Linked DNA regions of Rattus norvegicus: regions 1 and 3 are each linked to region 2. The links are chromatin contacts, called in public Hi-C and HiChIP or PLAC-seq maps. All regions are on one chromosome and are shown on one strand. The core of a region is the stretch at or near the end of the contact, and the rest is flanking DNA. Distances in the headings are between cores, read along the strand shown. Region 1 overlaps LOC102546462 (a long non-coding RNA gene). Region 2 overlaps Tsc22d1 (TSC22 domain family, member 1). Region 3 overlaps LOC102546462 (a long non-coding RNA gene).

What was found. Hi-C and Micro-C count contacts between places; a contact is called where the count stands out from the background. HiChIP or PLAC-seq counts read pairs in DNA pulled down with a chosen protein or histone mark.
Region 1: a contact with region 2 is called in a Hi-C map of the A7r5 cell line, with 4 times the contacts expected there. The contact joins two enhancer-like sites. A contact is called at or near these places in 4 of 12 Hi-C or Micro-C datasets (the A7r5 cell line, Schwann cells, frontal cortex and 1 more) and 1 of 1 datasets of contacts at active chromatin or transcription factors (oligodendrocytes).
Region 3: a contact with region 2 is called in an H3K27ac HiChIP or PLAC-seq map of oligodendrocytes, with 11 times the contacts expected there. The contact joins two enhancer-like sites. A contact is called at or near these places in 4 of 12 Hi-C or Micro-C datasets (frontal cortex, kidney, liver and 1 more) and 1 of 1 datasets of contacts at active chromatin or transcription factors (oligodendrocytes).

The regions. Positions count from the first base shown.
Region 1 is chr15:58,528,702-58,532,513 of GRCr8, forward strand. The region is part of intron 1 of LOC102546462 (a long non-coding RNA gene); the gene reads left to right. LOC134482157 (a long non-coding RNA gene) reads left to right here. Exons shown (of 2, transcript XR_010058216.1): 2 at 1-3,812. Among named protein-coding and RNA genes, the nearest start is that of Serp2, 220 kb to the left of the region's middle. Within about 2 kb of position 1,755, at least 15 of the 93 cell types and tissues checked have an H3K27ac peak or open chromatin away from gene starts, as enhancers often do. A contact at or near this core is called in the A7r5 cell line, where this site is marked.
Region 2 is chr15:58,259,112-58,262,909 of GRCr8, forward strand. Tsc22d1 (TSC22 domain family, member 1) reads left to right here. Exons shown (of 3, transcript NM_001109912.1): 3 at 1-1,133. The coding sequence ends at 76. Among named protein-coding and RNA genes, the nearest start is that of Serp2, 52 kb to the right of the region's middle. Within about 2 kb of position 1,715, at least 8 of the 93 cell types and tissues checked have an H3K27ac peak or open chromatin away from gene starts, as enhancers often do. A contact at or near this core is called in the A7r5 cell line, where this site is marked.
Region 3 is chr15:58,570,557-58,574,024 of GRCr8, forward strand. All of the region lies in intron 2 of LOC102546462 (a long non-coding RNA gene), which reads left to right. Among named protein-coding and RNA genes, the nearest start is that of Lacc1, 240 kb to the right of the region's middle. Within about 2 kb of position 1,730, at least 27 of the 93 cell types and tissues checked have an H3K27ac peak or open chromatin away from gene starts, as enhancers often do.

The sequences.
Region 1 (3,812 bases), core at 505-3,004, 270 kb after region 2:
GTGGCTTGGTGACTCAAGGTGGCTCTTAGGTATCGGTGCGTTCTGTTGGCGATTGTGCAGTGCGTACTGAGCACTAAAGACAGGTGTATGTTCTGTGACACCACCCCCTTCCTTGAATTTGAATCCCTGGGGTCAGTCCAGATTTCTCCATCCCATATATTCTCCAGGGCTCTGCCTCCATCGCTCTCAAAGCCCAGCAACCGCATCTCCAGGCGTCTCTCTTGTGTTGCCTCCTCTCTGGCACTGACCGTGTTCTGTGCATGCATCTCGTCTCTCACTATGGACTACTGATCTGAATCACAACTTGGCTAGCTTCCACTACCCTATTCTCGGAGCATTCTGAGCCACTGATCGTGAGGGTTCCCGGGACAAACTTCTTCACGCAGGTATCACTGGACAAATATATAAAGTTCCTAAGACACACTCAGCCACACAGTTAGAAAGGCTCCAGCCATACATCTCTCTACTTTGTTCTCCTTGCTGTCTTCCGTGTGTATTGGCTGAAGAACCACGAAGCATTGCATGGTCTCTGACTTTGAGACCCTCAGAAACCTTTGACCGATGGCTTTTGTCAAAGCTTTCTGCAGCCTTAACACACATACAATCGCACTAAAACACCTTGACTTGTTAGGTCACCTCTTTCTAATTCTGTCTGGCTTTTCTTCCTGCAGTCACCCACCCTTTGGTAAATTGTTATTTGTCTTTCCAACATCAAACCTTTCACCAACTAAGACTGTATGTGTCCTTTGTCATCCTCCCAACAGCCCTCTCTGTGCCTTCTCTGTGCCTCTGTACCGTCCTCCTAAGGCCCTTCCCATAGCCGCCCGCAGCACCATCTTTTTCAGTCTTACCCTGTGATGTAGAGAGGCATGGTTTCTTCCAGTCTCTACCTCTAGCCCAGTTGAGGACATGTGAGAGATGGTTTTTTATTCAGTGGCTTCCTGCTGTTTCTGTCTCAGCATGCTCTTTCATGCAATAAATGGTTCCTACAGGCCGGCTGCAGATATCTCTCTGTACCGGAACCTGTCTTTCCTCTGGGCACTCATCCTAGCTGTTGACTGAGCACTTGGGTCTGTCCTCCAGTTCCAGTCTCGTTTGGCTAAGGTTTGTCTTTGCTGCCTACCAGCTCCAGGGGCACAGAAAGATGTAGTGGGTTCTAAGGAGGGGAGTAAGGGATGAGATCCCAGGACTGCTCACACAGACCTGCTTTTACTGCCATTTAAACACCGTGATTAGTCAACTCAGCCCCCACTCAGCTCCCTGTGCACGTTCCATAGTTCTCAAGGCTACATGGAAAGGCAGGAAAAAAGTAGAAGGCAGAGGGAGAGATGGGGAACTATCTTTCCCCCCTCAGGCCACTGTGAGAACTCGTTATTACACATAGAAGTTATGTATCAGGGCCACTAGGGATATCGAGGCATGCTACCTTACGTGGCACCCAGGGAGAGTCCCTTACAGCTCCCCCCAGTATCTATTATCCCTCTCCTCCTTTGTGGGAAAGAAACCCCTGACCTTTAAGCTTCAGTTAAATCCCTGGTCTCTTCCAGTAAATCAGCAGCCTCCTCTCCCTTCCTCTTGTTTTGTGACACCTGTTGACTGAGGGACACAAGGTCGGCATTCCCGCACCCTTGTGGTTGTGAGGTAATTGGATATTATCACTTTCTCAGAATGTCTTTACAGTCATGAGGAGCTGAGCCACGCTGCCTCCTGGGAGCTGACTGTGTGGTGAGATAAGATGACCACCACATTCCGTTCCAGGCCCATCATCCAATCACTCTTCCAAAGAGGACAGCTTTGTGGAGTCTCTGAAGGGAGTAACAGTCTAAAGCACTCAGCTCAAACAGAATTCCATGCATAACACCCATAACCCGTGCTTCCAATAATCTGTCTGGGTATGTGGTGTGTCAACAATTTCGGGTCTCACTTCCTGCTTCTGTTTTCATCACCAGCCTCCTTTGGAACTTAAAAAAAGGCATAGGCATCTTGTAGGTGACGGTACAAACCCCATTACCAAAGATCTTTCTCGCACACTGTTTGCTATGTAGAAAGCATATATTGACGTGTGCCTCTCTGTATTAGTAAGGTTGCCTGGTGTGACAACTCCTCTCACACATTTTTATCTGTTTAAATCTTAGGTAGATTACTCAACTTTTCTGTGCCTGAGAAACGGGGGTAACATGCTGGGATGTGCCACACAGGTTTTGTGAAGATTGAATGACTCATTTAGAATAATTTCTATCAAATTATTAACACTATTGTTTATAGGTCACCGTAGAGGGGTATTTTTGCCTTTCTTTATTTTTGCCGTTGCTATGGACTCCATGATCTTTCTTCTATGTAAGAACTCACAGAACCCTTGAATATGTCCTTTGACTCCCTTAAGTATCTATAACTCTGAGAATCTCTAGTTTTGCAGAGTTCCACACCAGAAGACGAAAGACTCTGGGGAATCTGCAGTTGTGGATAGACTCCCCTGAGAGAGGGGTAATGACTGAGTGGGGCCGATGGTCCAATAGCTAGGGTGGGCAGTTCCTGAAGAAGCTCGCGGTTGGTGGGGATTGGTGGGGTAGTGCGGTAGTTGGCTGAGTGGCAGACACATTAGCCAACAGGCAGTGGGGCAGACTGTGATAAAGATACCAGGCCCTGAGCTAGGGAAGGAGAGGAAAGGTTTGCCTGCATTGAACAGGCACAGACAAGTTTCCCGGGAGAAATCAGAAGGTGGGGGACTCGGAAGAATGACCGCGATTTTCAGGGCCAATGAGAATTCTGGCACCTTGTTTTCCCTGGTCGTTGTTGTTGTTTTTTGAGACTTTATTCCTGAGCTGCTCTGAGCCCAGTCTGGGGGATTGCTGCAAAGGCTTATCACCACATTCTTCTTAAAGCACTTGGAGAATTTCCTACCACCACGGGACAATGACCACATTAAACTTGACCTTCAAGACACAGCGGATAGGGGACTCTGGCCTTTCTGATCGCTGGTTCAGCGCTATCTCTGGCCACTGCCACCTTCTAAAATCTTCAGTTAGTGTGGTTAACATTAATATGTGAACTGGATGAGGGCGAATTATTTCTAGAATTATCAGCAATATTCTAGACTATAAGAAGCCCTTCCTATCTAAAGGGCAATTAAAAACAACCCTTTTCTTCCTCGATTAGTAATCTACCTCGGATGGAAAAAGCTAGTGTGAGCACCCTGGAGTCCGAGATACCTTTGAACTACCATATACTGCCTCTGGTCCTTTCATTTATGGAACAGCTCCTGTTGTCTCACATCTTTACCTTTTCCAGGTACTTCTAAGAAACATCCAACATTACATGGCAAAACATTTACAAATCAAAAACATTATCAACATTCCTATGCCGATGTGCCCACGGTGAATTAACTGTAAAATAATATCCCGGGCCATGTAGAACCTCTATTTTATATGCAGTGAGTAACATCTGAGGTTAATCTTATCAGGCATGGTTTTAAAGTACTTCATATGCGCGTGTGATTGTGCGTGTGTGTGTGCTGTGTATGTATGTGTCTCTGTTTATGTGTGTGTATATGTGTGTGGTGTGCTGTGTGCATATGAATGTTTGTGTCTGTGTGTGCTGTATACGTGTGTGTGTATGTATTGTGTGTCTGTGTGTCTGTATGTTTCTCTATATGTGTCTGTGTTATATGCAGTGAGTAATATCTGAGGTTAACCTTATCAGGCATGTTTTTTTTGTGTCAGTATGTGTATATATTTGTGCATATCTCTTTCTGTGCATCTGTGTATTGTGTCTCTGATTTTATATTTGTATGTGTACACTTTTTGCAGCTAACT
Region 2 (3,798 bases), core at 465-2,964:
GGCTACCACGCAGCCACAGGGGACCACACAGCCCCCTGCACAGCCAGCGTCCCAGGGCTCAGGATCAACCGCATAGCCTGCTATGCCCCAACAGAACTGGCTGCTGCTGTCTGAACTGAACAGACCGAAGAGATGTGCTAGTGAGAAGCCGCCTCCAGTCACCCATTTCATTGCTGTCTGCGAAAGAGACGTGAGACTCACACATGCTGTTCTCGCTTTCTCCCCAGTATTAAGCACTCATATGCTTTTGGCTTGAAGAAATATACTAGTTGAGTGAATTAAAGGTTAAACAGAGAGTGAGCATGGATGTACCCTGTGCAACGTGGCAGATGTCTGAGGAATGGTTTGATTGACGCTGAGGAGGAGCTCTGTGCCTTTTCAACCCTCCCCAGCCGCCCACTCTACTCCCAAGCTCTGGGGCTCGCCTGCATGGGGCTCAGAAGGTGGGCTGCTCCTGGATTTTGTGTTCTCCTCTCCTTCCCTTCAAAGAATTTGAGAGGCCAGAAACGAGACTGCAAAGGGGGGGATGCAGTCCTTTTACAAAACCGACAACTGTCACCAAAGCTTATAAAACAGGACAGTACTGTCCCTCTTTTCTGAAACATCAGAAGACACAAAACTGTTAGTGACACAACGGTGACAGGTAGCTGGGACCTAGGCTATCTTATTATGAAGGTTGTTTTGCTTGTTGTATATTTGTGTATGTAGTGTAACGAATTTGTACAATAGAGGACCGTAACTACTGTTAGGTTGTACAGATTGAAGTTTAGATGTTCCATTGGCTGTCTGAAAAGGTGTGGATTGTCCTTCCTAGAGAGATCTACTTAAAAACTGCTTCGTGACAAAAACCACACCTGAAGAAATTTTAAGAATTTGGCACAGTTAGTCACTTTGTGTCACCCGGAATCTAGCTGCTGAGTCTTGCAAAGTAAACCCCCTGTTGACTGATGTCAGTTGAGCTAGTGAATGAATAGATGGAGAAACGTCAGTCAGTTGCTGAGGAAGTGGATTTCCCAGTAGGGGTTTCTGCAGCTCACCTGTATAGTCCTGCGCATGTTCCCCACACAGAACCCACTGTATTTACCTGTTCTACTTGTCACCTTTCAATAAAGCATATCAAATGTTGATACATACGTGTTTCCACGTGGCACCATTAATACAATTGTCATTTCCACAGCTGCTCCTCATAAAATCAACAGCAGTTTGCCTAGTAAAGTCTCGGAGTGAACACCAGTGGTTTGCCTCAAGAAGGGAGAGTGGACATTGCTTTGCTTGGGGGAGGGGGAGGCGCTCGTTCTCTTGTGACTAAGTCACCTCACCCCTCTGGACTGATAAGAGATAGTATCTTCAACTTCCCCTGTTTAAAATTGGAAAGGTTTATGTAGAGTTTATTCATGTGTAGTAACTGAACTGAGAGAGAATGAGCCTGATTCACGTGTATTCCCAGTTAGGATCTAAGGAAGAAGTGACAGGTTCATTTCCACATTGACAGCTCTGTTGTTATGGGACAGATCATCTGTTCTACAGTGGAATGATTGACCCATAAAGTAGCTGTGTTTTTAGAAACTCTTCTGAGGGTTGAAGGAATATATTGGTCTTGAGCTAGGTAGGACCTGGCACTTCAGTCCCTTCTGGATGATGTGTAAACGCGGTGGAGCCTGAAGGACTAAGAGGAGAGAGAACAGGATGGGCTTAGCTTTGTAGTCTGCCCCAGGTCCTCAGCAACAGCCCTTGGGCCCAATGGGAGCTGGGTCCTTCCTGCGCATCCTCTGAGACTTCCCCAAGTCCTGGATCCCTCAATTCTTAGTATAGAGCTGGGGGGAGGTGGGTTGGGGAACAGGGCACGAATCAGGGCTCACTGGGAAGAGTGGCCACCAGCGGGTGAGGTTTATTAGGGGGAGGGTAAAGCCGTGTACCGTAAGCCGATGACAGTTGTCACAAACATAACTGGAGAGCAGCAAGCTCTTGACAATGTCTGTCATCCTCAGAGCCACATAACTGACCCGATGATGCCTAGATGGTAATTACGCGTCTCTTAAAAAGAAAACTAGCAGCGGCCACTTCGTCTCTTACATTTTTCATGTAATTGTGGAGAATTTGAAGTCTCCACCCTTGATGAATCAAATAGACATTTCTACTAATAGGAAAGTCCCTCAAAATCGTGGTGTCTTGATACATGAAATAGTAATGAATTATTAAAATCAGAAGATACGTTTTTGTGGCCTTTTTCCTCACCTTCATAATTCAGAACAGTTTACTGGCTGCTATTTGAACATATCTTAAGTTGATTTTCTAAGCACCTCTTAACTGCTGGCTTCCAAACCTAACTAGGCCTCCTTGGCCCGTGGGTCACAGTGGAGTTGATGGTGTCACACTTCACGAGCCACAGAGCAGGAATGACTTCTAAAGCGGAAGGAGATCTAGTGTGAGCGCCGGGTGCTCATGAATCACCAGCAGGACAGACCCTCAGCCCAGGGCCTGTGAGATGATGGAGGGATCAACGTGATTCTAGTGATGCCTGCTTTCTGTTTGGAATTAACGATTGTTCAGATCTCAGGAGCTGTGCTTTTGGTGTCTGCATACAGAGTGATGAATGCAGCATGCCAGAAGTCAGGTTTATATTTGCTGGAGAAACGTATAAAAGTTAATTATAACCATAATTAGAAATGAAAATGATTTCCATAAAGGCACTGCTGTCCCTCAGGCTGTGTGAAATACAAGACGAAGCCTTGCACAGTGATGGCCTTCAGACGTCCATCTCAGATCCATTCGGATGGTAATAACCACAGTAAGATCAGAAACCTGCAGAAAATGAAATTTCCTCCCAGAGAAAATAGCCTGAAAATGGAGCACCAACTGCTCCCCAACAGAAACGGGGAGCAGATTGTGTGGTGAGGTTCCTGCTCAGTGTGTGGGAGAAAGTATAGCTGATGGTGCCCGAGTGCTGTGGAAACTGGTTACTCCATCTTTGGACCGGACAGGACCTCCGCAGACCCACCAACCCATTCAGGAAATCATAACTTGCCTGAACTTCAGCTCAAGTTAGAAAAGCCTTTCTAGTGGAGATCTGTGGGCACAGGGTCTTAAACACTGTCACTGTGTTAGCTTCTTCAGAGATTATCAACAAGTATCTTCAACCTGCTAAAGATACTATACTAGCAATCTCTGTACGTGTGTGTGTGTGTGTGTGTGTGTGTGTGTGTGTGTGTGTGTGTATATGTATATACACATGTATATACACATGTATGTATAGAGAGAGATATATAGACCCCTGGGGAGAGTAAGGGGGGTGATGGGTAGACATCTGTAAGAGCTCTAGGTAATGGCCGTGGAGATGCATGCCTGTAGTTCCAACTGAAGCAAGAAGATCTTGAGTTCAAGGTCATCTGGTGCTATAGAACATGACATTTCTCAAAATTTAAAAACAGTTATTGTTAAATGGGAAGCCATTACTCTTGATAGGATGGTCCTATCCCCACCTTCTCTAACTAACCCAGGGACCAAGATTGTGCATGTGCATGTGTGTGCTACAAGTTTTTGTCACAATTTCTCTATATATTTCAATGAAGATGTTCTCCGTTGTTTCTGTTTCTTTTTTTTTTTCTTTTTTTTTCTTTTTTTTTTTCTTTTTTCTTTTTTTTTCCAGGAGCTGGGGACCGAACCCAGGGCCTTGTGCTTGCTAGGCAAGTGCTCTACCACTGAGCTAAATCCCCAACCCCTCTCCGTTGTTTCATAAGCGCTTTCCTTAAGCACTTTCTTAAGAAGCAGGACTGCTGTGGTGACCTGCTGTGGCAAACA
Region 3 (3,468 bases), core at 480-2,979, 310 kb after region 2:
ACTGTATAGATTATCTCCAGACATGTGACAAATGCAGATTTTAGAGTAAGCCTAGTTACCTGGGGAGCTTTAAAATGCTGGTGTCTAGACTCACCAAGACTCTGAGTTAATTGATTCCTGGGTGGGGCCCGGGAATGAGTCTTTTAAGACTCCTTGGATAACTTGGGTGTGCAGCTTAGGCGGATAACTGTAGCTTTCGTTCCCTGCGACAGACTACAAGGTCCTTTTGATCGAGTGAGGAAAAATGGGGCTGTAGAGAACAAAGAACCCACATTCGAGCAGAAGAAAGAACCTCAGCCTTCAGCCTGCTCAGCCACCAGTCCCAGCTCCAAGCTGCTTCACATGCTACATAGTGTGTTCTCCAGTGAAGGCTAAACGGGAAGATCTCACGGAACGGGAACCCAGGGTAGCATTCCACGGGGACCTGGGGGCTGTGAGCAGGAAGTTTCATCACCACCCCAAACAGTGTTGTAGTGTGGAGGTGACCAGCACATGAGAGTTCCCAAAAGGTACTGTAACCATGTTGATGGTTACAGTAGCTCCTGACTCGGCCTAACCCCTGGTCAGACATTTGACTAGAAGCTCTGAGGGCATGGGGGAAGGCAGCTCCATGCACACTTGTTACCCTCTGCACTACTGCTGCAGGGAGATGGGTTTCTATCTTCAGTATTTCTCATCCTGTGCTGTGTCTGCTCAAACCTATCGCAGGTTTCCCAGGCCATCTCTAAACTATATTTCTGAAAGAACCCACAGTCACACAAGTAAGTACATCATGGAATTTGAAGGTCCTGAGTCCTAGTTCACCAACCTCGTACATCCTTAGATACAACTGTCCGAAATAAGTGCTACTGAATGGGATTCCTTCCTCCCTGCTGTGAGCCACCAGCTCGTAGACCGATGCATGGGCACAGATCCAGGAGGCGACTGCCTCTAAAGTTTCCCCCTTCAAAGAGTAAGATGTATTTCCCAAGGTGTTTCTGGTATCATTGCTGCAGTTAGCTTTGAAGAGATTCATCTTTGAGGCCTGAGGGAGTGCGGGAATGTTCTAGAAACTGGAATGGGAGGTGCCTGATCCTCTCAGTGCTCCAGATGGTAACTCTACTATTTTAAACTCCTCAATAAGACCTAGATTGGCCATATTCATTCATTTATATACGCAACCCTTATTAAATGTTTATAGCATTGTGGGGGCTGGAGAGGGGGCTCGGTGCTAAAAAGCACTGGCTGTTCTCGGAGAAGACCTGGGTTTGACTCCCAAAACCCACGTGATACTTCATAGCCATCTGTAACTCCAGTTTCTGGGGCTCTAGCATCCTCGTCTGACCTCAGTGGGCACCAGGCATGAACACTGTGTACACACATGCATGCAAAACACTAATATCCATCACATTAAATAACCTTGAAAGTTTGCAGTACCTAGAAGCTCACAAGCTATTGGAGGGAAATGGCCTAAAGGGTAAGCATACTGAAGGAGAAAGATGTGTGTCAGACAGGGACCCAGGAAGGGACCTGAGGCCACCGGGAACTTGTGGGTAGCTGTCCTGGAGGTAATTTGAGATTTACCAAATGCCTCATAGGAGCTGCAGAAGTGGAGAAGTGGAGATAGTATAGGAGTTTTTTTTTTTTTTTTATAGCAATTAGACAGCTTCAGCCAAGGAGCAGCGGGCAGTCTGTCTGTCCCTTGTGTCCATAAAGGGGTGTTCCCTGACAAAAGGTCACCCTGGCTGAACTCCAGTACCTCTTCAGAGACTTGGACTTCCTTCTGGACATTCAGGACAAAGGGCTCAATCTGCGTGAACTGAGTTCCTAACTCGGATATTTTCGCCCCAGCAGAAACATCCAATTCTCGAGGCCTGCCAAGTTTTCCCAAGAAGGCATGAGCCAGAAGGAGGCAGCTGCAGGGTGGGAGGCAAGTGGTGTCAGAACCAAAAAATAAGAGGAGTCAGATGAGGCCAACAGAGCACAAAGTGCCACATAAAGGTGTCCTTTCCCCCTGGGTAAGCATTCCATGTAGTGTTAACTATCGTGACAGGGCAAACAAACAGGAAGTGGAGCAGCGGCTGCGTTTCCACCCTACACCACCATGTAGCATCTCGGGCTGCTGATTGCAGACCTCTCTCTCTCTCTCTCTCTCTCTCTCTCTCTCTCTCTCTCTCTGTGTGTGTGTGTGTGTGTGTGTGTGTGTGTGTGTGTGTGGTGTGTTGGCCCTGAAATCTTTGCCAGTAATGATTAGGTGAGGTACTGTAAGCAGAAGAATTCCATAGGCTTACTCCAGAAGAGACTTGAGCAAAAGCTGTAGGTCTTCTGGCCCTCCTTGAAGACGGGCATTTCACTGAAAAGACCCTAATGTCCAAACTTGTCACCCACCTAGACCAGACCCTCCATCACCCTTCTCAGAAATGTCTGTGAGGAACCTCAGCGCTGGCCTCAGGATCCACAGGGCGAGCCAACATAAACCCACCACTTGGAAGTGTTCAATCTTCTTCCCTCTGCACTTCAGCCACTTGCCCACAAAACCAGTTCTCTATGGTGACACCAGTTGGGGAACCGTGGTGACAGTCTCTCTCCTTTCAGAGTTTCTGTGAAGTATAGAAATCCAGGGAATAGATGAATAGGTAAATAAATAAATAATCAGCGTGGCCCAACTGTGCAAGCTTCCTAATTTGGGGGCTCTCCCCCATCTTTCCACATGTTCCTGGAACTGAGAAAATCCAGCTTCTAGTCACCTAACAAGCAACATTTCTTCTCTCCTTAATTCCATCGCCACTCAGTCAAGTTTTGTGAAGCTTTTGAGATAGGCTTTGCCAAGGGTTCAAGGAACACTGTCTTCCTACCATGAGGACTGGTTGGTAGGGCTGTAAGTTGGTTCACTAGACACTCACTGAGATCACAAAGGGAAGCCATCTCTGCCTAGGACATGGAAAGTGCCTACTTCGTCCCACTAGAGCTCCGCTCCGTTGGACAGCAGGAGTCATCAAAAGGTCCAGGGTCTTGTCAGGAGTTCTCCCTTCATTCTGGTGGATCTGTGGGGTGGAAGCGGAGTCTCAGGATATTAGCTCTCTACCTGCTCATGTTTCCATCACGCCATGAATCCTGTGGCTGATGAAGTCAGAACCTTCATTAGCCATTCTCTTTCCCCACAGCTGTACCCCTAATTGTGGCCACGCTGGGGACCAATGACCTTTTAATGTAATGTCATCTAAACCACCAAAGGTCCTCTCCTCCATCTCAAACATCCCAGCACATCCCTCCCAAAGCCCTTCAGTCAGAAATCTCTCTTTAGCTTACACTACCTGTGGCTAGAAAGACTAGAGTTGAGTTCAGCAAAGGTGACAGGTACAGGGCTCCCAGTCCTATTTCTGTCCCCTCCTTCCTTAACATAAAACTCAATGCCATGCCCTCACCTATGCGGTCCCCTAACCCATTTTGGAAAAACATTCTTTCTGCGGATGCTGTACACGATGAGTC